Regions from separate parts of the Sus scrofa genome. Here regions 1, 3 and 4 are each linked to region 2. Evidence: chromatin contacts called from public Hi-C and targeted proximity ligation data. All regions are on one chromosome and are shown on one strand. The core of a region is the stretch at or near the end of the contact, and the rest is flanking DNA. Distances in the headings are between cores, read along the strand shown.

The links. A called contact is a pair of places that touch in the nucleus more often than the background predicts.
Region 1: a Hi-C map of liver shows a contact between it and region 2, with 2.8 times the contacts expected there. A contact is called at or near these places in 2 of 5 promoter capture datasets (fetal liver and liver), 10 of 47 Hi-C or Micro-C datasets (adipose tissue, embryonic fibroblasts, heart right ventricle and 3 more) and 2 of 2 datasets of targeted methods (alveolar macrophages and skeletal muscle).
Region 3: a targeted proximity ligation map of alveolar macrophages shows a contact between it and region 2. A contact is called at or near these places in 5 of 47 Hi-C or Micro-C datasets (adipose tissue, liver, psoas muscle and 1 more) and 2 of 2 datasets of targeted methods (alveolar macrophages and skeletal muscle).
Region 4: a targeted proximity ligation map of alveolar macrophages shows a contact between it and region 2. A contact is called at or near these places in 1 of 5 promoter capture datasets (liver), 20 of 47 Hi-C or Micro-C datasets (alveolar macrophages, blood, embryonic fibroblasts and 10 more) and 2 of 2 datasets of targeted methods (alveolar macrophages and skeletal muscle).

Annotation. Positions count from the first base shown.
Region 1 is chr4:61,969,285-61,976,022 of Sscrofa11.1, reverse strand. ELOC (elongin-C) reads right to left here and starts at 4,920. Exons shown (of 4, transcript XM_001927321.6): 1 at 4,695-4,920.
Region 2 is chr4:62,137,428-62,143,836 of Sscrofa11.1, reverse strand. It overlaps STAU2 (double-stranded RNA-binding protein Staufen homolog 2), which reads right to left and starts at 4,381. Exons shown (of 14, transcript XM_021089210.1): 1 at 4,240-4,381.
Region 3 is chr4:61,946,234-61,952,605 of Sscrofa11.1, reverse strand. LY96 (lymphocyte antigen 96) reads left to right here and starts at 1,976. Exons shown (of 5, transcript NM_001104956.1): 1 at 1,976-2,179. The coding sequence starts at 2,068.
Region 4 is chr4:61,907,341-61,913,675 of Sscrofa11.1, reverse strand. No RefSeq gene overlaps it. Among named protein-coding and RNA genes, the nearest start is that of LY96, 40 kb to the left of the region's middle.

The DNA.
Region 1 (6,738 bases), core at 3,671-6,170, 170 kb after region 2:
CCTGGCCTTGCTCAGTGGGTTAAGGATCCGGCGTTGCCGTGAGCTGTGGTATAGGTTGCAGACATGGCTTGGTGGTGTTGCTGTGGCTCTGGCATAGGCTAGCAGCAACAGCTCTAATTAGACCCCTAGCCTGGGAACCTCCATATGCCGTGAGTGTGGCCCTAAAAAAGACAAATAAAATAAAAATAAAATAAAATAAAATAAAATAAAATAAAATAAAATAAAATAAAATAAACAAGTAAGTGTGTGGAACCAAACTGCTCATGAAGGAGACGATGGTCAGTCAGCCTGATTATTTAATTATATGTAAGAATATGATTAATTTGGAAAACAAAGTGAATTATATTAACCAAAAATTATCTAATGTTCAGGCCTATCTGAACAGGCAAGAAGAGAAGCACTGGCCATTGAATAACAAATTGACAAAAGTCACACAATTCCTATTTGCAATAAGCCATCAAAATATTCCATCGTGGAAACGAATCTGACTAGCATCCGTGAGGACACAGGTTGGATCCTTGGCCTCACTCAGTGGTTTAAGGATCCAGCTGTGCTATGGCTGTGGCGTAGGTCACACCATTTTGAATGGACTCGACCCCTGGCCTGGGAACCTTCATATGCTGAAGGTGGGGCCCTAAAACAAACACACTCACACACACACACACACACACACACACACACACACACACACACACACACACACACATCTCATTCTGGCTCATCAACTTAGAAGAAGAATGTTCCTATAGTACTTCACTCTTGTGTGGGCAGTCTTAATTCTTTTAGCAAAGTAACTCAGCATCACTGGAAGTCCATATTTTAATTTCTACTCTCTGCATTTCTATCTTGAGACCCAGATAGGTTAAGTGATAAGACTTTTGTTCTTTATCTCCCAAATGAGGAAACTGGACTACATTGTGTCTCAAGTCCCTTCCAGCTTTATCATGCCATGATCAAACCCATTTGAAATGCACCTTCCTCTACAACAAATGCCCTAACTCCCAATTTCCCTCTTCATCAAGCAGTCACTCCCACACAGTACAAAACTTGGAGCACCAGAGTGCTAGGTTCCCACTGCATCTGTCTTCTCTCCCTCACCCCTGTACAATGATCTCCAAACTCCTTTGTTGTGGTTTAAAAAGAATGAAGAAATACTTCACTATACAGTGTGTATCTAATTATGGATTCTATCCGCTATATAATAAAAAGAACCTTTAAATGATGGGCTACAAATAACAAATTCTGCCCTTGCTTCATCCCACTGTGAAGAGTTCCTCAGGATTGGCACATGCATGCCTCACAGCCCTCAGACCCTGAACTCCCTGCCCTCACCTCTGGGGAGCTACCCACCCCAACCCCAATCCTGGCCAAACCCGATTCTCCACTCAGGCCTCGACCGAGCTGAATCGGGTGAAGCAAAGTCACAACCATTGTGACTGGTCTCAATTTTAAAATTGTGGCTACATACTTTAAACAGGCACTTGATGCCTTAGTGACCCTCTTACCTACCTAGCGAACTGGCCTTCCTACTCTTAGAAAATGTACAGTTTCTCCTAAACATCCAACACCCCTCTCCTCCCTACCCTTCATTTTACCGATAAAACAGAAGTAAAGCACCTCAACTGCCTTGTTTCCATCTTCTTCCTACCTGCATCCATATACCAGATACTCTGTCCACCGTCCTGTTTCAAAAGTTGAAGAAAAATCATCCTTCCTATCTAAGGCCAACGTTCCCACTTAAGCACTTTGTCCTGCCACTATTCCCATCAATGCATCAAAATGCTGGAAATCATCATTGTGATCCACTTCTCCGTAACCCAGGCTTTTTAGCTCACTAGTCCATTCAAAGCCCTCTTGTCAAATTTCAACTACTTTACTCCGTCACTGGGTCAATTTTTAATCTTCATCTTACTCTTAGGGTTTTACAGTTGACCCCACCCACCCTCTTTCCTTCACATTAGGCGCCACACCCTCCTGGCTCTTCTGCTTCCACCCATCTTTGCTCCTCTTCTGACTAGAATGCTCCTAGCTACCTGCCCTCTTCTGCATTAATACTCTTTCCTTGATGTCCTCTGGTCCATAGTTTTAAATATCACCTACAAAATATGACTGTCTCTGGCCCGACTTCTCCCCTGAGCAACAGTAGTGGATATCCCACTTGCCTACTGTACATTTTCTGAGCTGTAAAAGCCATCCAACTCAGTACACTCTATGCAGAACGCCTGCTTTATTCCTCAGAAACCAGTGTGCTCCTTCCAGTCTTCCTCATTTCAGGAAATGATACTACTGTCCAGGCAGATGCTCCCCAGCAAAACAGTTGAGTCCTCCAAATTCTTCTGTGCTGGAGTGAAAGTAAGAAGACCTATTTGGCTCAGTCTTCAAATGACATTCTAGCTCAGACCACGTCTCACTAAGTTCCAACTCTACAGCTCTAGTTCAAGCCACCATCTCAAGTGAACTACAAGGTTCCTCAGGAGCTGGTTTTTCCACTTTCCTCCAAATCAGTCAATTGGCCACTCAGCAGCTAGTCATCAAAAGCATAAACCAAATGTTACTCCCTTGCACAAAATCCTCTAATGGCTTCTCATTACGGGACAGAACAAGAACTATCTTATTTAGTCTTTGCTACCCACTCTGATCTCATCTCCCATCACTCTTCTTTCATTATGCTTTAGCCACACTGGCCTTCTAAGTATTCTAATAGGTTAGGTTCATTCCCCCTTAAGGTCTAGGCATTTGCGGTTACTGCTCTCTTAAAAGCTCTTCCTTCAGATCTTCATTATTTTGGTCTCCGGGCAAAATATCAACTCCTCAAAGAGGTAGGTCTCCCTCCCTCTCCCTTTCAGAATTCGACACCCCCACCCTAGTCACTCTAACTTAATCTAACTCTAATCTTGCTACAGTCATTTCACATTTACGCCACCTGAAACTAAATATTTTCTTACTTAACATATAGCCTGTTTCTTCAAGCTCCATGAGGGTAGGCGCATAGAGTGCCTAGCACATATAAGATGCTCAGTAAATATTTGAGTGAATGGCACTATTGTTTTCTTAGTCACCAAGCCTTGAAATTTCAAGCATTACTGGGTGGGCTTTTTCTGATCTTATTTAATAATGAAACAGTAAACATTTAGGACGGGCTAGCTAAAATGCATTAATGCATATCAATGTAAATACAAAGATTTCCCAGATTATTTTCAAGTACTGAAAAATCTACCAAAAAATCACAAACAAGCAATTTATAAAGTATAAATATTACTTTAGAACTAAACAGACTCACAGACATAGAGAACAGACTTGCGGTTGCCAAGGTGGAGGGGTTGGGAGTTTGGGATTAGCAGAGGCACACTATAACTGAATCACTTTGCCGTAGAGCAGAAATTAACACATCGTAAATCAACTATACTTCAATAAATTTTAAAACTATTACTTTAGAACCTGATACATAGGACTGACTGTAACTTCTGACTACAAACAATTGCCTAATTACATTACAGAATTACCATAAGGTAATGAAATCAGCATCCTCCATTTAAAATAAATTTATCCATGTATATTTTGGAATGGTAGAGAGTTACTATGTTATCTCATACTTAACGGAAAAAAGAACAGTCATTTAAAAATTAAACATGAATCCCAAACTATCACTGGCAATAAGTAATTAATAACCAAGGTGACAAGGAACCATAGTTGTCTCCTTGCCACTGTGTCTCCACAATGAATGAACCAACGTGTGAACCGTGGATTGTATTATGAATTATATTACATTTATAACATAAACGAGATTAGAGATGTATCATTTTAGTCCGCTAAACGAAAAAGGAAATTAGTCGGGGATCAAAAAGCAAATTTGGCAGTGTGAAAATTAGGTTTTAAAACCCTAAAAGGATTTCGGTTGTTTCTTATACTGAAGGCGATGCAGAGTAGAAATGCTCGCACTGAAAACTCGAACTAGTTCCATCAGAGTAACTTAATGGCCACTGTACTTTACACGAGATACCGCCTTTCAGATGAGCCTGGGAGGCAGATGCACGACAGCCCCAAATCACCACGTCAGGCTGAGATCACCCGACAAGTTGCCCAAAAGATGAACTTCTCCGGGTCCCGCAGCTGCAAAGAGTGAAGGACCCTCTCCTGTGACTAGGAGCTGACTCCAAGAAAAGGACGAAATCTTGAGTGCACCCGGGGAAAGCAAAAAGGAAAAGCGACAGGGCTGCCATGCTACTCACTCCACCCTCCCCGCTCACAACCCCGAGGAGGCCCAGTCTCGCCGGCCGCCGCCCCTCCTTTTCCCTCTTTTCCAAGCCCACGGATCTGCGCCAGGAAAGGTCCCGCCGCCCTCCTCTCCCCTCCCCCAAACCAGGAGCTGAAGACGCCAGGGGGAGGTTAAGAGCTTCCGTTCCTTCCCCGCCCAAATGGGAAGAGGTGGGAAGTGAGGTTGCAAGCGAGCCCAGTACGAGCTTCCCTTGTCCCCCACGCGAACCCGGAGCTCCGGTCCCACCCCAGCCCGAGACTCACTCGTCAGCCCCGCAGCCACCGCAGCCACCGCACCGGGTCCCCGCGCACCGCCACAGCCCCTACACCAGGGCCACCCCCCCACCCCCAGCCGCCTGCCGCCGTGGGTTCCGGGGCAGTTAGAGGAATCACTTCCGCTGGGTCACGGACGCTTTCTACGACGCGCGGGAGATTAGTACCTGGCGAGGCAGGGACGCGCTGAGTCCGTCGCTTGCCGGCGTCCACAGGAAGTGTGCAGCGCCCCCTCCCTTCACCCCCAGGCCAGCCTGGAAGGACGGCGGTCCTCGGCAAGTCTCAACCAATCCTATTCTGGGTATTCTGATTCCCAGCATGCAGCACCGACCCCGATCTGATTGCGGAGGGTTAGAGCATCCTCAAGAAGGTGGTGGGAGAGGAGAGGGGAGGGGGGTGGAGGGTGGAGGGGGGGGGCCTGAGGCAGCACTGCATCTCGGGATTTGTAGTTTCCCTGGAGGGTACTGTCGTGATTGGCCGAGGCAGCACTGCATCCTGGGACTTGTAGTTCCTCACGCTGAGTTTTGCTCTTAGTTATTTTGGAGGTTGTCCCAGCTTCTCATTGGGGCTGCGCCTGGAGGTCGGAGACTACCTTTAGAGGAAAGGTTGCAGAGTGGGAGTGTAGTTTCTTTCCTAACAAGAACGTGTTCTTTATGGAACAGCTTCGCTCTTTTCTGAAAAGTTGTAGAGCTTGTTGAAGAGCATCTCAGCTCGCGAAATCGCTGGCCTCATTTCCTCTCTTCCCGGTATCTTTCAGTGTTTACCGAAAACTAACCACGCCCTCCACCCCCGCTCTGGGGCCTTTCCCCCACCCCCTGTCCACCTCCCAGCCACCGGGGTGCTCAGCTTCTGGATTCTGAAGTTACTCTGACACCAGCTTTGTCACTCCACGCCCCCTCTGCTTCTCCTTCCTCGAGCTCTCTGGGCGGTGCGCTCTCCCCTCAACACCCATTCGCCTATTCTCTTTACAGATTTTACCTCCACTTCAGATGGGATTATGTCTTGATAAACCCATGGGAAGTTGAAAATATTGTAAGTGGAAAATGCATTTAACAGGCCTAACATACCCAACATAGTTCAGCCTAGCCTACCTTAAAACGTGGTTAGAATGCTTACATTAATTTACAGTTAGGCAAAAATCATCTAATGCAAAGCTTTTTTATAACAGTGTTGATTATCTCATGTAATTTATTGATTATTGTACTGAAAAGGAAAAACAGAAGGGTTGTAAAGGTATTTTTTACCCTCTTGACTGGGTGGCCGATTAGGACCTTCAACATGGAGGGAGAGAGTATCATACTGCATATGGGTAACCCAAGAAAAGATGAAAATTCAAAACTATGTGTGGTTCCTACTAAGTATGTGTAGTTTTCATACCATCATCAAGTCGAAAAATCGTAGGTTGAACCACTTTAAGTCAGAGCCGTCTCTACTTGCTTTCCCGTGGTGAAATTCAGGCACCCTTCCAGGAAGGGTGAAACAGCTAAATAAAGTTCACCCTCTGTTTACCAGACAGTGGCACGAAAGGAATGTAGGGCCAAGACTCTCACCATTACAAGTTGCTCAACTAGGACTGTTGTGTAACAGTGTCCGCAAAAGGAAAACAGATATAGGCAATCCAAAGTTTATTGACCCAATTAACGCTTTGGGCCTGAAAGACATTTTTAGTTGATTGGGCAGATAAAAAGTATTCAAAGCTTTTGTAAAAATTATTAAACAGTTTTTTAGATTATGATAGTAGCTCAGAATAGAGTTTGGTGGGGAGAAGAGGAGGCTGTGGGCTCATTTTCTTTTTTCTTTTTTTTTTTGTCTTTTGTCTTTTTTTAAGGCTGCACTCACTGCCTGTGGAGGTTCTCAGGCTAGGGTTCCAATCAGAGCTGCACCTGCCAGCCTATGCCACAGCCATAGCAACACCAGATCTGGGCCACGTCTGTGACCTACACCACAGCTCACGGCAACACCAAATCCTTAACCCACTGAGTGAAGCCACAACCTCATGGTTCCTAGTCGGATTCATTTCCACTGCACCACGAGGGGAACTCCTTTGGGCTCTTTTTCAATTATACCTTTACTCCTTTATTCAGAAGTGTTGTTTTCTCTCCTTATAACTTCCCCTTTTCTTCTCTGCATTATTGCCTTCTTAAAAGATCTCTATAGTAATTGCTTAATGATAGAATTTTCCAGGTGAGGATACTGAGGCTAGCTAATCCC
Region 2 (6,409 bases), core at 3,132-5,631:
AGTTTTATGAAGAAACAAAGATGAAAGCATCTATTCACTTAAAATTGACCATACAATTTTAAATATTTTGTAATCCTTTCCTTCATAATTATAAAATAAAGATCCATATAAATGAAAACATGAAAGTAATATTGTGTGCAACAGTGCTCTGTGAGGTAACTGGACAACATCCTGAACTTACGCTTTTTCACAAACAAGTTACATCAGGCTTTTATCAATATAAATTTTAACTCTCGACAATCTGGAATGCCCACTTCATTTCTTCTTTAAAGACATGCCAGGCCTACCATCCTACATTTAAAACAACTTCATAAAATAGCAAGTCCGATCAACAAAACAGCATTTTACACTGCCTACAGTTTCATAAAATTCACCACTCCCCTGTCAAAAAAGTTCCCAGCTGATATCCATTTCCATTACAGCTAAGTACTTTTAGAGAAACCTATTCACATGTCCCCAAAATGCCCTACAGTGTTATCCAGTCAGGCACATTAGGACACGGAGTTCCAGATTCCAAGCTACTAAGTGAAAACAGGCAGGGCAGTCTATGAAGAGAAGGCACTACTAGCTGGAGAAGACGTGTCCTCATCAAGAATTAAAGGTCCAACGTGTATCTGAATTGTACTGCTATAACTCTCTGTTCTTGTTACGACATCCTGCCTCTCTGGTTAATTGAAAACTATGCAAAATTAAACCCTGCTTTATTAAATGGCATTATTAAAGTAATAGATCTATAAATTTGATATTGGCACCCATCCCGCAACTGACAGGCAATACTCACTTAAATGTCTCATTTGACAATACGAAAAGCAAAAACATTTAGAACTTTTTATTCAAAATCAACGATACACAAATATGAACTATAATATTATGGCTCCCCGACACTCATCTAGTATTTTCTTGATTATCTAGATGAGGCACAAATATATCCATCATGATCTGATTACACTGTGCATCTGTCCCACTCTTCAGTCTAAGAGCAAAACAATTCAATTTTGCAACATCTAGACTCTTCCCTTTTCTTTATGATGACCTGTACACATAAATGATCAGATACCCAGTGCTCAGTGTTCAAAAGAAGACAGAGCAATAGGAGTAAAGAGGAGGTTAACTACAACGGAAAAAAACCAACATACTGGCCAATTATATCTTCCAGGACCTGATCCTAACAGAGGAAAAGCACTCAGCCTCACTTTTTATATCATTTATATCCTAATAACTGTGATGACCACCTTAGATATTTCTGATATTCTTTGCTTTAAACCAGACCAAGCAACTCTTCCCTAGAACCTCATTCCAGGCAAGCCAAATATGCTAAAATGTGGATTTTAAAAATCATTTTCCATGCTGAAGTATTTAGGCATAAAGAGCCATGATGTGACTTACCCTCAAATGGTCCAGGAAAAAAATATTGTGTGTGTGACAAAGAGAGATCAAATGATTATTTGGTAAAATGGTAACAGATGAATCTAAGTTACAGTGACATGAATAGCCTTTCTTTGTATTGTTCTTATTCCTGGTAGTTTTCTGTAAGTTTATAATTATTTCCAAATAAAAAAACTAAAACTTAAAAATTGGTGGAGTTTTCTTGTGGTGCAGTGGGTTAAGGATCTGGCATCACTGCAGCAGCTCAGGTTGCTGCTGTGGCACGGCTTGGATCCCTGGGCTGGAACTTCCACATGCCACAGGGCAAAAAAAAAAAAATTACATGTCATTCTATCTGAAATTAACAGTACATACAATTATACAGCAATATTTTTACAAATACAAAACAAGTTAAGGAAAATTTTAGTGGCATATGGGAAATCTGCACCATACCTACCAACTAATAATCACTGAGGAATAAATTTCAAATTACAATGCCATGGAATGATGTGGCTACGGTGACTTGAGTTAAAACCATAGCCAGAAAAAAAAAAAAAAAAAAAAACACAGACATCACATAGTTTGGTGTAAGTGCTTCACAAATTTAATACAGGCCTGCTGCAAAATGCAGCAAATCTACAATTCAAGTGGTATGTGTTATCTCTGGTTTGCAGTAAAATATAGACAAAATGAAAAACTTGCCCTATTACAAAACAAGCAAGATGTAGAATGTCTTGGTTTTGATGTTTTATTAAATGAGATTTTTTTTCCCCACTGCAGCTCAATTCACAACAGTGTATGTGAATCATCTTAAGAAATCAAGGACGGAGAAGAAATAGCCTTCAGGAGCAATGTTGCAATCTTTTCTCCTACAAGGTTACTATTATCCTGCCTGCCCATCACAATTTTGATTTCAAATGTTCATCATGCTTTCTTAAAACATAAGGATGCATCAGAAGAGCAGTAAGACTTGGCAAAAGTTCGCCAAAATTGTGAACTCAAACATTAAAAATAAAGGTTTGCAGCGAACAGTGAAATACCTTTAAAAGAGCTTTCTGCAGGAACCACCCACTTGAAAATCCTATAGTACCTTCCTCTAATTGAACGGTCCTTCTCAACTCAAGTAGTTCTAAACCTTAAAAGGGAAAGGGAAGGGGGGGGGCGGGTGTCACGCCAAGTATGGCCCCTTTCCAAAGAAAATTATCCACAAATGCAAAATTCTGCACATATTTCCAGGGACTTCCAGAACCCCGAGGCCATTATCCCAGCCCCCCTCCCGAAGAATATCAGCGTCGCGTCTCAATTGCCTCTGCAGAACAGCCCCCACGACACAATCCACGCGGCTCTCCCCGGAGGGACTGGAGGCTCTGTCCTTACACCGTGGAGTCTGTAACTGATCTGCCTCTTCGCCCGACTCCCTTCACCTCCGCAAGGTCACAACTGCCAACTACCCCTTTAAGCAGAGCCCTCACCGGAGTAGTTCGTAGGAGCCACGGCAGAACTTGCCTGTCATAGGATATATTTTGTCCCCCTCGGCCCCACCTACCTTCCCCATTTCGGCGCGTTACGTCTTCATCACTTGCCCATTCTACAGAAATAGCCACCGCCGCCGCCCCCCGGCGCGCCCCCGCCCCGCCGCTGCTCCCGCGCCCCTAGGCCCATTCCCCGCAGACCCTCCCAGGATGGGCCTCCCCCCCCCCCAGTTTCCCTTCCCCTCCCAACCTCCTCTCCGCAAGGACCTCCCCCCAGCCTTCCCCCTCCCGCACCGCCACTACCCCCGCTATCCCCCCTTCCCGGTTCCCACCCCCGCCCCCAAGACCCCACCTTCCCAGGTCCCTACTACCCTGGGGCACACACCCCCCCGCCACCGCACCACGTTCGCACCGGCCTCTTCGCCTTCCTCCCGGCTCCTCCTCTCCAGACACCTGTGTCGACCCACCCCCTCCACACACGCCCCCCCCAATTCTTTCGCTACCTCCCCAGCTCCCCGGCCCCCGCCATCCTCCTTCCCTCCCCCTCCCGCCCGGAGCGAGCCCGCGGAGGGAGGGAAGGCGCGGGGGAGGGGAGGCCGCGAAGGGGCCGCTCTTCTCGGGGTTCGCCGCGCGCCGCGAACCTGCAAAGCTCCCCAGCGCCCTCTGTCTCCTCCGCCAGCGGGGCGGATGTCGGGGTCTCCCGGACGCACCCCTCCTCCAGGGAATTTACCTTCTCGCCAGGGACACTTTGCAGACGGCTCCAACATTGGCAAACACTACAGAGAACTGACCCCACTCGGCCGCCGCCGCCGCCGCCGCCGCCGCCGGCTTCCACCCCTCGGGCTCCCCGCCCCCCGCCTCCGCCTGCCCGCCCGCCCGCCTCCCCGGCGCTCCCGCCGCGCCCTCCCGGGCCCGCGCCGCGCGCCCCCGCCGACGCAGCCGCTCCCGCGCCCCAGCTCGCCCGGTGTGCGCGCGCGCGCCCCTGGCCCGCCCCCCCGCCCCGCGGCCGCGCACCGGGCGCCCGCCCTCCCTCCCTTCCTTCCTCCACTCGCCGGCGCGCGGCCGAGCGCGGCCATTGTTCGCGGCGCCACTCCCGCCCCCTGGCGGCCGGCAGTCGGACGCAGCAGCTGCCGCCACGGGCGCTGCGGTGGTGGCGCCGGCAGGCCGGCCTCGGGGCCAGGGCCGGTCCCCAGGGACTTTTGGGAAGCAGGGCGAGCGAGTGCCCGGGGACCCCACCCCGACCCCAGGCTCCTGGTCTCCAGTCCAGCTGCCCGCCTCCTCGGCTGCAAAGGATGGGCCTGGGGCAGCCTCTCCCACACCTGCACTCGGCAACTGTCTCCCCCACCCAGTTGACCCACTGCTCCTTCCAGGCAGTGTCAGAACCCCGATCCCCCGCCCGTACCTTCCCCAGGCTCCGTCGCTGGCCCTCTCTGCTCTGCTGGGGACGCGCGACCATCCCGCGTCGGCTCTGGCCGCCGCTGTGCGCTGCACGGTTTAGCGGATCCTGCACCTTTCTCGACTGCGAGGAGGAGGGGGGCGGGGGAGAAGGGGAGGGGGTTGGCGCAACTGTCTCGCCCAGAAAACACTAGTGATCGGTAATCACCTGCTCTCCAAGAGCCGCAGCGTGGCCCGACAACCTCCTCAGCCACAAAAGAAATCGTCTGTGGTCACATAAAAAAGAAATCCTTCGAACCAATAAGGATGATCACCTTAGAACAGTGTCCTAGATCCTAGATTGTTGAGCCAAGGGTGCCAGAAAACTCGAATTCCTTCTTGATTCGTCCTGGTTTTGATGTGGGTTAGTGATGTCCGGATAACTTCAACCCAGTTAAGCCCAGTGAAATTCAACAGGCCACTGCACCATAAATTGCACCATAAATAATCCGGCAATAAAGTCTGGAAATAGGGTTATTATTGTATTTTCACTTGTCCATTTGCATTATTATTCCCAGGGTTCCCTCCCAGTGTCAGTTCTCCACCTGAGCAGTGTGGACTAGGCCTGTGATTTCAGACATCACCTAAAACCATAGGTCCCTGAGCAGCTGGGAAGACACTGTAGCTAGTGCTTAAAAGCAAGGGCATCTGAATTAGATAACCAGGCCACGTTATCCACTTACTAGCCAGGAGACCATGGGCATGTTAGTTACCCAATGAGTCTGTTTATTCTTTTGTTCAAGGGGAGATAACATGTGATAACATGTATTTAACTGTGATAGTATGTATACAGCCCTTTAAACAGAGCCTGGCATGTACTTGGTAAAATAATAGCTACAGCTGCATTTTCCCCCTAGAACTCTGTCCTAGCTCCTTCCCCTCTTTTCACCTCTGCTGGTTCCTTCAAACTTGGTGCATCCTCCCTAAATCTGCTCTAGTCCTTGAGTAAGGACTTCTAGCTGCTCAGGCCTTGCATTCAAATACCTGTTGAATGTTTTGAATGAGTCCATACACCTGCAGTATCAAGGGACAAGCCTCCCACCTGTGTGCCTCTCCTCAGCTACCTCCTCTCCCTGCAGTCCACCCTCTCCTCACCCAAGGAGCAAATCATCCTTCAAATCATTCCAAAATCACCTCCTTGAAGTGCCGGTCATGGCTCTGCAGAAATGAATCTGACTAGCATCCATGAGGACACAGGTTCGATCCCTGGCCTCTCTCCATGGGTTAAGGAGCTGGTGTCGAGGTGAGCTGTGGTATAGGTCGAAGAGGGGGCCTGGACCTGGTATTGCTGTGGCTGTGGGGTAGGCCAGCAGCTACGGCTCCAATTGGACCCCTGGACTGGAAACCTCCATATGCTGCAGGTGCCGCCCTAAAAAGACCAAAAAATAAATAAATAAAATCACCTCTCTAATTCCTCTGAGCAAGCCACACTTTTCCTCTGACTCTCTCCTCTGACTTAGTTGGTGTATCAGATTATTATTGAGCCTGACTCCACATGGCGAACAGTACATTGTTTAAGGCCAGTCTCTGTATCTCATTCCTCTTTGTTGTCCCAGCATCCAATAGCCAGTAAGTGGAAGTAAATGCCTTTGGAATAAATGGATGAGTTTACGCTTTTAGAAAGGACTCTGAAGTGGTCAGAAGTGTCATTCCCTCTAATTCGGGTCATTAAAATTAATTGAAAACTTTATCTCCACTGTAACTTTTTCTTAAAACTGATTTAAGTCTTTGGTTATCCACTTGTTAAGGAGACTATGAGCATGTTACATTTAAACCCCAAATACAATGAGTTTTTAGAAGCCATAATGGGGGGTTTCCTCAGGGCTCAGCAGGTTAAGGATCCTGCGTTGTCACTGTACCAGCTTGAGTCACTGTGGCAAAGGTTCGATCCCTGGCCCAGGATAGTTGCAGCCAAAAGCAAAAAAAAAAAAAAAAAAGCTATAATTATCACAGAGAAAGTTATTTTTAAGCATGAATCAGCACTTTCAATGGCTCAAGGTGTGTAGATAGCATCAGGGCATGAAATCACCTGAGTAACATGGAAATCCACACATCTTGGGATTTGACCTTACAGTGAAATGTTTATGTGTGAGTTAAAAATAATAGATATCTGAAGAGTGTTGGTCCTATTGGAAGCT
Region 3 (6,372 bases), core at 727-3,226, 190 kb after region 2:
TTTTTTTTTTTTTTTGTCTTTTGGTCGTTGTTGTTGTTGCATCAGATTCTTAAACCACTGGGCCACAGCAGTCACTCCTAAATATATATATATATATATATATATATATATATATATATATATATATTTTTAAGGCCGTACCTGTGGAAGTTCCCAGGCTAGTGGCCTAATATAAGCTGCAGCTGCCGGCCTACCCCACAGCCACAGCAACATGGGGTCCAAGCTGTACCTGCAACCTAGACCACAGCTCAGGCAACACTGGATCCGTAACTCACTGAAGGAGGCCAGGGATTGAACTTGCGTTCTCATGGATACTGGTCTAGTTCGTAACTTGTTGAGCCACATCAAGAACTCTCCTAAAATATTTTTTTAAATTGTGGTAAAAATATATAACATAAAATTTACCATCTTAACCAAATGTACAGTTCGGGACTGTTAATTATATTTACATTGGTATGCAACAGCTCTCTAAAAGTTTTTCATTTTGCTGAAACTCACTCCCATCGAGAAACCCCCCATTTCCCCAGATTCTCCCACCCCCTGATAGATTTTCACCTTTTAAAAAAATGGTGAAGTAGTACAGATCTTCAGTCAAACCTTTTACAAATATTATTTTCCTCTAAACTTGTAGATGTTTAGAGCTTGAACTCCATGCCATTTTTGGCTACAAATCCCAAACCTCGTCCTATAAAGGATTTCAGGTAGCAAAGCATCTAAAGGGCTATCTGTTTTTCTAGAACAGAGTGAAATAACAGTGAAATATTTCCACTCACAAAATAATGACCATTTCATTACTAGAGCTCAAAGTAGCCCCTGGACCTGTAGTTTGCTAAAGTGAGTGAATCTCACGCCTGGTGGGACCCCTGCCCGCAATTACAGAACCACAGCTAGTGTCCTGTGCTTAGAGTCTCCTCCAGCTGAGCTCCATCCTTTGGCTGAAACTTTCTCTGAGCAGAAACAGCATGAGACTGTTCAGTTCAGATCTACAGGTCCTGCTCTCTGGGTCCAGAGAATTGTTGTATAACAAACTTGTGGAAGAGAAAGTTCCCGTTGTGGCTCAGTGGTAATGAACCCAACTCGTATCCATGAGGATACAAGTTTGATCCCTGGCCCTGCTCAGTGAGTTAAGGATCCAGTGTTGCCACGAGCTGTGGTGTAGGTTGCAGACTCGGCTGAGATCTGGTGTTGGCTGTGGCTGTGGCATAGGTTGGCAACTGCAGCTCTGATTTGACCCCTAGCCTGGGAACTTCCATACACTGTAGGTGCAATCCTAAACAGACGAAAAAACAAACAAACAAAAAAAACTTGTGGGAGAGAACAGCAATGCAGAGGGATAAAGAGTGCTAATGTTTTTGGGGATTTTTTTTTGGAATATAGTTGTTTTACAATGTTGTGTTAGTTTCAGGGGTATAGCAAAGTGATTTAGTTATATATATGGATATATTCATTCTTTCTCCCATATAGCTTATTACAGGATAGTGAGTAGAGTTTCCTGAGCTATGCAGTAGGTCCTTGTTGGTTATCTATTTTGAATATAGTAGTGTGTATCTGTTAATCCCAAACTCCTAATTTATCCCCCTCCCACCCACATTTCCCCTTTGGTAACCATAAATTGATTTTTGAAATCTGTTTCTTTTTTGTAAATAGGTTCATTTGTATCATTTTAAAAATGAGATTCCACATATAACTGATATCTTATGATTTCTCTAGGTCCATCCAAGCTGCTGCAGGGCATGCTGGTTTTTTAAGCTTCTAAAAAAGACCCACAGACTGGTTTTGTTAGTAGTGACTGGGAAGTACCTGGTTTTGTTTTTAAAGCGCTGTGCTCGCCTTTGTATCACGTGTTTGAAGAGTACATTACAAATCATTTTCCTCTCCTCTTGCAGGAAGTGCTCAAATATTCAACACACACATGCACACACACTCAAAAGAGGAACAGTCGGGTAGCGACTCAGAAATCATGTGACTGATGACTAAGTTAAATCTTTTCTGCTTATTAAAAGGGAAGAGTCTGATGATTAGTTACTGATTCTCCTTACATTTTTAACATTTTGGAGATATTGAAGCATGTTTCCATTTATGCTGTTTTCCACCTTGTTTTCTTCCATATTTACTGAACCTAGGGAGAAAATGTGGATCTGCAATTCCTCTGATGCAAGTCTTTGGTACAACTACTGTGGTAAGTAAAAGGGCAAAGCAGGGACGAACAACTGTTTTCAGGGTACGTTTTCACAAAAACCTTCTGCTGTTGCTGGGCGGGACACAGGAAATGACTGCCTGTACCAGCTGCTGGCAGCAAAAATGATGTCTAGTTACTGCCCCGGGTGGATTTTCTTGATCCTTTACAGACCTCACGAGTCTGAACTTCGTTGTACTTGACCTCCAAGTGCGTCTGTTTCAGATTCTTTGCAGTTTTGCTAGAACTGCCTGCTTCGGACTCATTTTGCCTCAGCTGTAAGGCTGACTGGTTCTTCTTGAGAAGGTAGAAGGGTCCTAGCTGCTTCCCAGAATTGATTATTGCTCCGGGCTGTGTTTTTTTGTTTGTTTGTTTTTTGGTTTTTGGGTTTTTTTCCCAGCACAATGTTGGGCATGTAACAGGGGCTCTGTAAGTGTTTCAGCCTGTGGTTTTTGAAGACTCTTGGAATTGCCTCCCTGATTAGATGTAAGCCTGATTCTGTCAGTTAGATCCTTAACCACTGAGCGAGGCCAGGGATCAAATCTGTGTCCTAGTGGATACTAGTCAGATTCATTTCTGCTGAGCCAAGACGGGAACTCCTGAAAGTGGTTTCTGAACCTTTTTTATGTGGATTGTTTTGAAGCAGATTTTTCTCTCTATGTGGCACAGAGCCACATAGAAATACTAATACTGATTATTTAAAAAAAAAAAAAATCGGAGTTCCCGTTGTGGCACGGTGATTGACGAATCTGACTAGGAACCATGAGGTTGCGGGTTCAATCCCTGCCCTTGCTCAGTGGGTTAACGATCCGGTGTTGCCGTGAGCTGTGGTGTAGTTCGCAGACGCAGATCGGATACTGCGCTGCAGTGGCTCTGGCTTAGGCTGGCAGCTACAGCTCCGATTGGACTCCTAGCCTGGGAACCTCCATATGCTGCAGGAGCGGCCCAAGAAATGGCAAAAAGACAATAAATAAATAAATAAATAAGTAAATAAATAAAATAAAATAAATTTTTAAAAAAATCAAGACTTCCCTTTGGTGCAATGAGTTTAGGATCCTGGTTTGTCACTGCAGTGGCTTGAGTGACTGCTGTGACATGAGTTTGATCCCTGGCCTGGGAACTTCCACATGCCTTGCATGCAGCCAAAAAAAAAAAAAAGAAAAATCAGCCACATTCTAATGCTATTAACTGGTTGGATCACTATTATTTTCTTTTGTCTTGTTTTGTGTTGCCCTCTTTCTCTACAAATATTTGCTTGGGGGTTGCCTGTTTGGTTTGGTGCTCTCCATGGATTGGTTGGTCTTTTCTATCCACTAGTGATATCAAGAAGGTTTAATGGAATCCTTTGGAAAATACTAGTTCTTTGAGACTCTCTGGGGAACAAGGATTTATGGTCTAATCGTTTGGGGGAGATTTACAAATGTACTTTGTGTTCTGAGAAGTTCTGTGATAAAGAAACCCATTTCATCTCCCAATTTTCAGATTTATTTATTTATTTATTTATTTATTTATTTACTCACTTATTTATTTTTGTCTTTTTAGGTCTGCACCCGTGACATATGGAGGTTCCCAGGCTAGGGGTCGAATTGGAGCTGTAGCCGCTGTCCTACGCACAGCTGCATCTGCGACCTACACCACAGCTCATGGCACTTAACCCACTCTGTGAGGCCAGGGATCGAACCTGGGTCCTCATGGATGCGAGTCAGATTTGTTTCCCCTGAGCCATGAAGGGAGCTCCTGTTTTATTTCATTTTATTTTTTGAGTGTGTGTTTACAGTCCTGCAAACTGTGGCAAATGTTAATATGAAGTTACTTCCGGGAAAGTAGGGTAACTGCCAGATGTGAAACAAGACTTAGGTGTATGGCCAGACTCGTGCTGGTGGCTTTTTCCTGTATGTGGTTGTGCTGAATTCCCTCTCAGCTTACCCCTGAGGATTCTCCATCCCCAACGTCAGGTTCCTTTCCCCGTTTCCAGGCTCTGGTGCCCTTGGCCCTCTTCTCTCCTGCCCTAGGTCTTTTTCCCCACACACCTTCCCTGTGCTGTGTCTCCTCTGGCTTTGACTTATATAACACTCCCTATTATTATTTAGCTTTTAATCTTCTAGTAACAGTAATCCAATTTGTCTTTTGATATGATCATTGAGGAGGGATCTTACTTGTTTCTCTGAAATGCTGAGAAATTCTGTGGTCCTTTCCAGCTGCTCCATGGATGTAGGGACCATGGGGAGCAAGTAGGGTGCAGAGCTACAGCGAGACTCTGTTTGCTGCCATCCACCCCCCTACCCCCACCCCCCGCCAAGGCATCCCTTCCCTGCCTTCAAGAATCCATCCTGGGGGTTTCCTTTGTGGCTCAGCAGTTATGAACCCAACTAGTATCCATGAGGATGTGGGTTTGATCCCTGGCCTTGCTCAGTGGGTTAAGGATCCAGCAGCCGTGAGCTGTGGTGTAGTTCAAAGTCATGGCTTGGATCTGGCATTGCTGTGGCTCTAGCTGTGACTGGCAGCTGCAGCTCCAATTTGACCCCTAGCCTGGTCATCTATGTGTCGTGGATGTGTCCCTAAACAACAAAATAAAGTAAAATAAAACCCATCCTGGCTGAGATGGAAACACACCATGTGGGGAAGCATTGACTCCTCTCCATATTACTGTCAGGATGTTGGTGCTCCAGTCCTTTCTGTGAGGATGATTTCCATTTGGACAGGCTACCGGGCACATACAGAACAGTCATGTGCTAGGGCTGCCATAACAAAACACTACAGACTAGGCGACTTAAACAATAGGAATTTATTTCTCATCGTTCTGGAGGCTGGAGGTCCAAGATCAAGCTGGTTTGGTTTCCTGGGAACTTCCATATGCTGCATCTGTGGCCCTAAACAAAAAACCAGGATGGTCAAGGAAGCCCTCTCTGAGAAGGTGACATTTAGCAAGGACCAGAAGAGTTGAGGGAGTGAGCCTCGCTGACAGCCAAGGGAAGGGGTGGAGGAAAGAGCAAACACGATGGCCTTGAGGTGGGAACATGGCTGGTGATGGAGAGATGGCAAGGAGGCCCGTATGGCTGCCATGGAGTGAGTGCAGGGGACGTGGTAGAAGACGACATCATAGAAGGAAGTGGGGAGGGGATGGGGTTCAGGAGGACCTATCTTTTACTGTGAGCAAAGCTCGTCCTGCTGTGTAGCACTGGGAACTATGTCTAGTCACTTATGATGGAGTGTGATAATGTGAGAAAAAAGAATGTGTACACATATGTGTAACTGGGTCACCTTGCCACACAGTAGAACATTGACAGAACACTATAAACCAGCTATAATGGAAAAAATAAAAATCATTATTTAAAAAAAAGGAGTTTTTTCAGTGGAAATGAATCCGATTAGGAACCATGAAGTTGCGGGTTTGATCCCTGGCCTCGCTCAGTGGGTTAAGGATCCGGCGTTGCTGTGAGCTGTGGTGTAGATCGCAGGTGCAGCTTGGATCCTGCATTACTGTGGCTGTGGTGTAAGCCAGCAGCTATAGCTCTGATTAGACCCCTACCCTGGGAACCTCCATATGCCGTGGGTGTGGCCCTAAAAGTACAAAAAGAAAAAAAAAAAGCTCTGTCTGGCTCCCTTGTTGATGATAATCTGTAAGGCTGTGGCAAAGGTGGAAGTGGGCAACATTTTGGGAGGCTGTTGCAACAATCCAGGTGATCGAGAGAATGGTGACCTGGACCGGGGTGGGTGGCAGTGAGGTGGTGAGAGGGGTCAGACTCCGGAAGTGTTCTGAAGATGGAGTTGACAGAACTTGTTGATTGATTGGATGGGTGGTTGCAGTGTGGTCTTCCTGGCTAAGTGTGTTTGTCTTGGCATCTGGAATGTCCCCCCAACGCCAAGTAGACCAGCCTCTTTACCAGCCTTTAGAGTCTTACTCTTCTCTGAAATATTCTTGTCCATCTTCCTGTTTTATGCAAACCTTTTGCCGTCCATTCAAAGGCCTACCTGCCCTCCGGAACCTAGTTGAGTCAGTTGAATTTAATTCAGTTTAATAAGTCTTTCTTTAGGTTTAGTTATGTTGAGAAATACTGAGAATGCAATCGTTACATGAGATAGAGTGGAATCCTCAAGGAACATCTGACTTTTGTCTCATGCATGTGTAGTAGGAAGGACAATGATATAACACCAGGATTCAGTTGTTTATTCTACAAATTCAGCATGGCCACTGG
Region 4 (6,335 bases), core at 701-3,200, 230 kb after region 2:
GTGAGGGGTAGGCTTGGCCATGCCTCTTTAGCCTTGTAAAGAAGACAAGGGTAAATTACAACTAATACATCTAGATTTAGTTTAAGCCACAATATATAAGCACTAGTGGGTGTTTGGGAGTGTATGGTCTTAGCCAATAGCTCCTCCCTAAAATGGAAAAAAATAACAGTGCTTGCCTCAAAAAGAAAAAAAAAAAAAAAGAAGAGAAAGAAGTGTAGTTACTGTTTTCTAGTTTCTTCATTGGATAGTTACTGTTTTCTACTTTCTTCACTGGATAGTTCCTTTTCTAAAGAAACGCTCACTGGGGCTACAACATAGGCAAAATTACCACCATTCTGTTACCAAACACAGGTCCATGAACCTCATGCACAGGGAGGCCAAACAATCAGATGTGTTGAAGTTTGGGGCAGAGAAAGGGTCATTGCGAGGCCAAGCAAGGAGAGTGGGTGGCTTGTGCTCAAAACCCCTGAACTCCCTGATGGCTGTGGGGAAGGTATTTATAGGGAAAATTTGGGGTGAGGGCTGCCTGATGTGTGGCTTCCTTCTGATTGGTTGGTGCTAAGGTAACAGGGCGGTGCTCCAGGAATCTTGTTCTAGAGTTGCCATCCTCCACCTGGGTGGGAGCTTCAGTTCCTGCAGAAGAACTCAAAGGTATTGTTATGTATATTCCTTGAGGAGGAACTGGGACCCTGCCCCAAGGCTGCACTACTGGAAATTCTCCAGCCAGGGATGGAATCCTTGCCATGGCAGTGACCTGAGCCACAGCAGTGACAATGCTGGATCCCTAACCACCAGGCCACCAGGGAATTCCTGCACTCCTGTCTCTTGAGTGCTCCTCCCTGGTCTCTGCCTCCCCTCCCTTCCCTGATTAGCAACTCTTTGAATCTGCTCTTTGGAACTCAGGGAAGGTCAAGGAGCCTGAAGGAAGCCTATTTCCTACACACAAGGAACAGAGGACACGGAAAGGCTTGCTCCTAGGAGGATCCCAGAGGGTCCAGCTCAGGGTTCAGTTTCTTTCTCGACTATTCAATATAATCCAAACACCAAGCCTAACCCTAATCCCAATTGAAGCAGTATGTTTGAAATACAAATCTGACCATTTTATGCTCCTGCTTAGAACATTTTAATGGCTTCCTGATATTCTTAGGCTAAAGATCCACATCTCTGATACAGCTTTCATACCCTTGAAATCCAGTGTCAACTTCCATCATTCTTTTTTTTTTTTTTTTTTTTTTTTTTTTAATTTTATGGCTGTATTTGCGGCCATAAAATTCAATCCCAACCCTGGGCCAGGGATTGAATCCAAGTCACAGGTGCAGTCTACATCGCAGCTGCGGCAATGCCAGATCTGTTAACCCACTGCACCTGGCCAAGGATTAAACTACTTCCTCTTTGGCAACTGAGCTGCTATAGTCAGGTTCTTAACCCATAGCACCATGGCGGGAACTCCCCATCATTATTTTTATATATTCTTCTAGGCTCAACAGCTACAGTAGTCTTCTTTCAGTTTTTTTAGCCTCCCTAGGCCACTCCTACTCACTCCGCCCCATTCTCCAGCCTGGTTAAATTCGCCCATGCCTCAATGCAAGCTCTCACCTCAATTCTTCAACTGAGCCCTCCTCCCTCCCTGCATAAGTCATGACCCTCTCCTGTGTCTCCTCGGAGAACACTCTTCTGTTTAAAACACGTATTAGCTGCAGAGACACTGGTGATCTTAATATGACAGAAGTTTATTTTTTACTCACAATGAAGTGTGTGCCTAAGTAGCCCAGGACTTGTCTGGAGGCTCTGTGATGTCGGGAGCTCCGGATCCTTCTCTCTTGTTGTGTTGACATCTCTAGGATGTTGCCGGCCAGCCTGCTCTAAGATGATTCACCACCATTCCCCATTCCAGCAGGTGGAAGGGAAGAAAAGGGGAAGCATTCTCACTCCTTTTAAGTGCATGACTCAGGAGTTGCAATGATTACTTTTGCTCGCTTCTCACTGAGAACTGGGTCATGAGGTGGCCACACCTAGCTGTAAAGGAGCTGGGAAAAGTAGCCTTTGCTTTGGCTGCCAGAGCGAATGGATATGGGGACACCTAGTGGTCTCTTTGGCACAACACTCAACCCAGGATCCAATGACACATTAATTAGTGCCATCGTTTGATTGATGTCTATCCATCCCACTAGACAGTGGTAATCTCTACAAGAGCAGGGACCATATCTATTTTTGCTCACCATTGTATCCCCTTCATCTATCCCCTTGCCTGATATATAGTAAGACCTTAATAAGTATTCATTATATAGTGAATATTCATGCATAAATGAATAGATTGGATCTCTGGCTCCGTCTTGCTATTTCCAGTCTCATGGTGGACGCTCCAGCCAGACTGAACCACTTGTGGTTGCCTTAATTCATTATCTATTTAAAAAGCTGTATTTTGATAATCTGGTAAGCAAAGTAGTTATTGCACTGTTTAAAATTTTTTGATTTTTGAGATTACATACATTTCACTTCTTGCTTTGGGATTTGATATGACTCATTCTAACAATATCCTTTGATGTACACTAACAGCTTGACACAGCAGATTTTAGGAATTCCCTGTTGTAGGTCAGCGGTAACGAATCCCACTAGTATCCACGAGGACGCAGGTTCGATCCCTGGCCTCACTCAGTGTGTTAGGGACCTGGCGTTGCTGTGAGCTGCTGTGTAGGTCACAGATGAGGCTTGGATCTGGCCTGCTGTGGCTGTGGTATAGGCTAGAAGCTGCAGCTCCAATTCCACCCCTAGCCTGGGAACTTCCATATACCCTACACCATGAATGCTGCCCTAAAAACAAACAAACAAACAAACAAACACACAACAACAAAAACTCAGCAGTTTTTAGTCATAGCAATAAGATCCCAGTTAGGCAGCATCTCAGGCATTTGCTTGATGAGGAGTAAATTCTAATGCTTGAATTAGGGCTTTCACACAGTTCTACCTAAATGCTAATTCTCAAACCTGAACTTTCCACAAGAGTTGAGAAGCAAAGAGTTAAAAGGTACTTTCTCTGTTTAGAATCTGGAAGCTTGGTGTGATATGATTTATAATGCAAAATCTATTATTTGGTTTTCCTCTTGTTTCTGGCACAGAAACTCTTGGAATGTCCTAAATGTTAAGAGCAATAAAGAGATCTTAATATTGGTAACAAGCCCCTTTAACCACACCTGAGCTTATGTCAATGAGGTTCCTTTAGGAAGGACCTAAGGTTGAGGGTTGGTTGCCAGGGGAATCAACCATGTGATTGGAGGGGGGGAACTTTCAGTCCCACCCCCTCCCCTCTGGGGAGTGGAGGGGGCAGAAGTTGAATCTCTGGGCTGGCCAATGGCCAATGGTTTGATCAATCATGCTTGTGTAATCAAGCCTCCATAAAAAATGCCAAAGGAAGGGCTTTCTAGAGCATCCAGGTTGGTGAAGTAGAACCCATCCGCACCCTGGTGACCCAAACTCCATGGGGCCAGAAGCTCTGCACTGAGGAGCTCGCCTTATGCTTCTCTTCATCTGGCTGTTCATCCACGTCTTTTACTATCCTGCATAATAAACCGGTGATCTAGTAAGTAGACTGGTTCCCGGATTTCTGTGCGCCTCTCTAGCAAATTAAACCTGGAGGAGGAGCTTATGGGGACTTCTGATTTATAGTGAGTTGGTCAGAAGCAAGCTGGACCCATGACCGGCCTCTCGAGTGGGTGCAGTCTGGCGATATTTGGCTATTAGCTTGTAGAATCTGATACTGTCTCCAGGTGGATAGTGTCAGAATTGAGTTAAATTTGTGGAACACCTGGTTGTTCTCTGATAATTCCTTCCTTCCTTCCGTCCTTCCCCCCCTCTTTCTTTCCTTCCTTTCTTCCTCCTTCCCCTCCCCGTTCCTTCCCTGCCTCAGGTGCTGCATATGGAAGTTCCCAGGTTAGGGGTCGAATCAGAGCTATGGCTGCGGGCCTGCACCACAGTCACAGCAACATGGGGTCTGGGCCATATCTGTGACCTACACCACAGCTCATGGCAACGCCGGATCCTTAACCCACTGATTGAGGCCAGGGATTAAGCCTGTGTCCTCATGGATGCTAGTCAGGTTCGTTTCCACTGAGCCACAAGGGGAACTCCTTAATTTCTTGATAGTGTGGAAAAAACACACACATTGGAGATGGTATTTTAAATTGCTATTTAAGGAAATAATTCTTGAGTTTCAGCAGTCAGTCAAGACTGACGTTGTATTGATAACTGAATAAGTCTTGATAACTGAATAAGTCTAATCAAGACTTGGCTGTGGGACTTCCCGATGTGGCACAGAAGGTTAATGATCTCTTTTGTCTCTGTGGAGGCACCAGTTCGATCCCTGGCCTGGTGCAGTGGGTTAAGGATCCAGCATTGCTGCAGCTGTTGTGTAGTTTGCAGCTCTGATTCGGATTTGATCCTTAGCCCAGGAACTTCCTAAGCCACAGGGGTGGCCCCAAAAGAAAAACAAACACACATGATTTGCTGTGAATGATGGCCAACTTGCCTATAATCACCTGACCACACCACCCACTACTAGACACGAATGTTTTACTTTTCATATATTAAGAGATAAGACTATAAAAGTATAAACTACTGAATTCCCATTGTGGCTCAGTGGGTTAAGAACCTGACATAGTGTCCATGAGGATGCAGCTTTGATCCCTGGCTCTGTGGGTTAAGGACCGGGAGTTGTTATGAGCTGCGGTGTAGGTTGCAGATGTGGCTTGGATTCTAAGTTGCTGTGGTCTAGGCCAGCAGCTGCAGCTCCAATTTGACCTCTAGTCTGGGGACCTCCATATGCTGCAGTTGTGGCTGTAAAAAAAAAAAAAAAAAAAAAAAAGATTAAAAATCATAGCACCATTACCATCACTAAAACATCAGCCTCACCACCACCAATACTGTAAACAATGGCCATTTAAAAATACCTAAAACCTGGAGTTCCCTTCGTGGCTCAGCAGTTAACGAACCTGATTAGGATCCATGAGGATGTGGGTTAAGGATCCGGTGTCACACTGAGCTGTGGTGTAGGTCACAGATGTGGCTCGGATCCTGCATTGCTGTAGCTGTGGCGTGGGCCGGCAGGTGTAGCTCTGATTTGACCCCTCATCTAGGAACCTCCCTATGCAGGTGCAGCCCTAAAAAAGCAAAAAAAAACCAACCCCCCCCAAACCAAAGTAAAAACAAAACACGAAGACCTATAAGATATTGTGGGTCCTAGAGAAAAGAAGGGGGGCGTTCTAAATAGAAATGTGATTGTGGCTGATGTGCGGAAGACACATTTTCCTGTGTCAGATTCAATTATAATTCTGAAAGCCAAAAGAGGAAGCAATAATTCCAGGGAAAGGAAGTGAAGGGCTTCTATTTCCTCAGTGTTCACCAGTAGCCCTGATACTGCCGTGACCAATAATGAGAATAGCATGCTTTCAGATTTAAAGTACCTTCCTTCCTTCTGAGGTCCCAAATCCGTGCCCTCAACATCCTAAATAGTATTTAAGGTGAAGGTTTCAGCCATTTGGGCGAGTTACTCAGTTTTCCTGCGTTTCTCCCAGGTATACACATTATTAAACGTCTGTGTGATTTTTCTCCTGTTAATCTGTCTCACGTCAATTTAACTCACACCAGCCAGAAGAACCAAGAATGGTAGAGAAAAATGTATTCCTCTCCAACATTATCATATGAAAATACTGGCCTGATGCATTCAGATCTGCTGATTTTTTTTTTCAAGAGAAAGTACAAATTTGAATTTTTTGTGCAAAAAATTTAATCACAAAATGTTGGCGATTAATTTTAAAAGTTTAAAAGTACCCTGCGGGACAGACACTGTTGTATCTGCCAAACAACACTTGCACAGCCCCCCAACCTCAGTACATCAAAAGTGGAACTCATGGGAACTCAGCCTTAACGAACCAGACTGGTATTCAGGAGGATGCAGCTTTGATCTCTGGCCTCACTCAATGGGTTAAGGATCCAGCGTTGCTGTGAGCTGTGGTGTAGGTCGCAGACAAGGCTCAGATCCTGCGTGGCTGTGGTGTAGGCTGGCAGCTGTTACTCCAATTCAACCCCTAGTCTGGGAACTTTCGTATGCCATGGGTATAGCCCTAAAAAGGCACAAAAAATGGAACTCATTAGTCTGTATTCCCCATTTCAGTGAATGGGGCCACTGACAGCCAGGAGCTCAAGCCAGAGAAGGGTGAGCATCAGCTGCCCTCCTTCCTCTCCTTTACTCCTTACATCCGATAGGTGTCCCAGCGTGTGGATTCAGCCTCTGAAATCTCTGTTTGTCCCCTTGTTACAGCAGCTGCCCAGCAGCCCTGCGC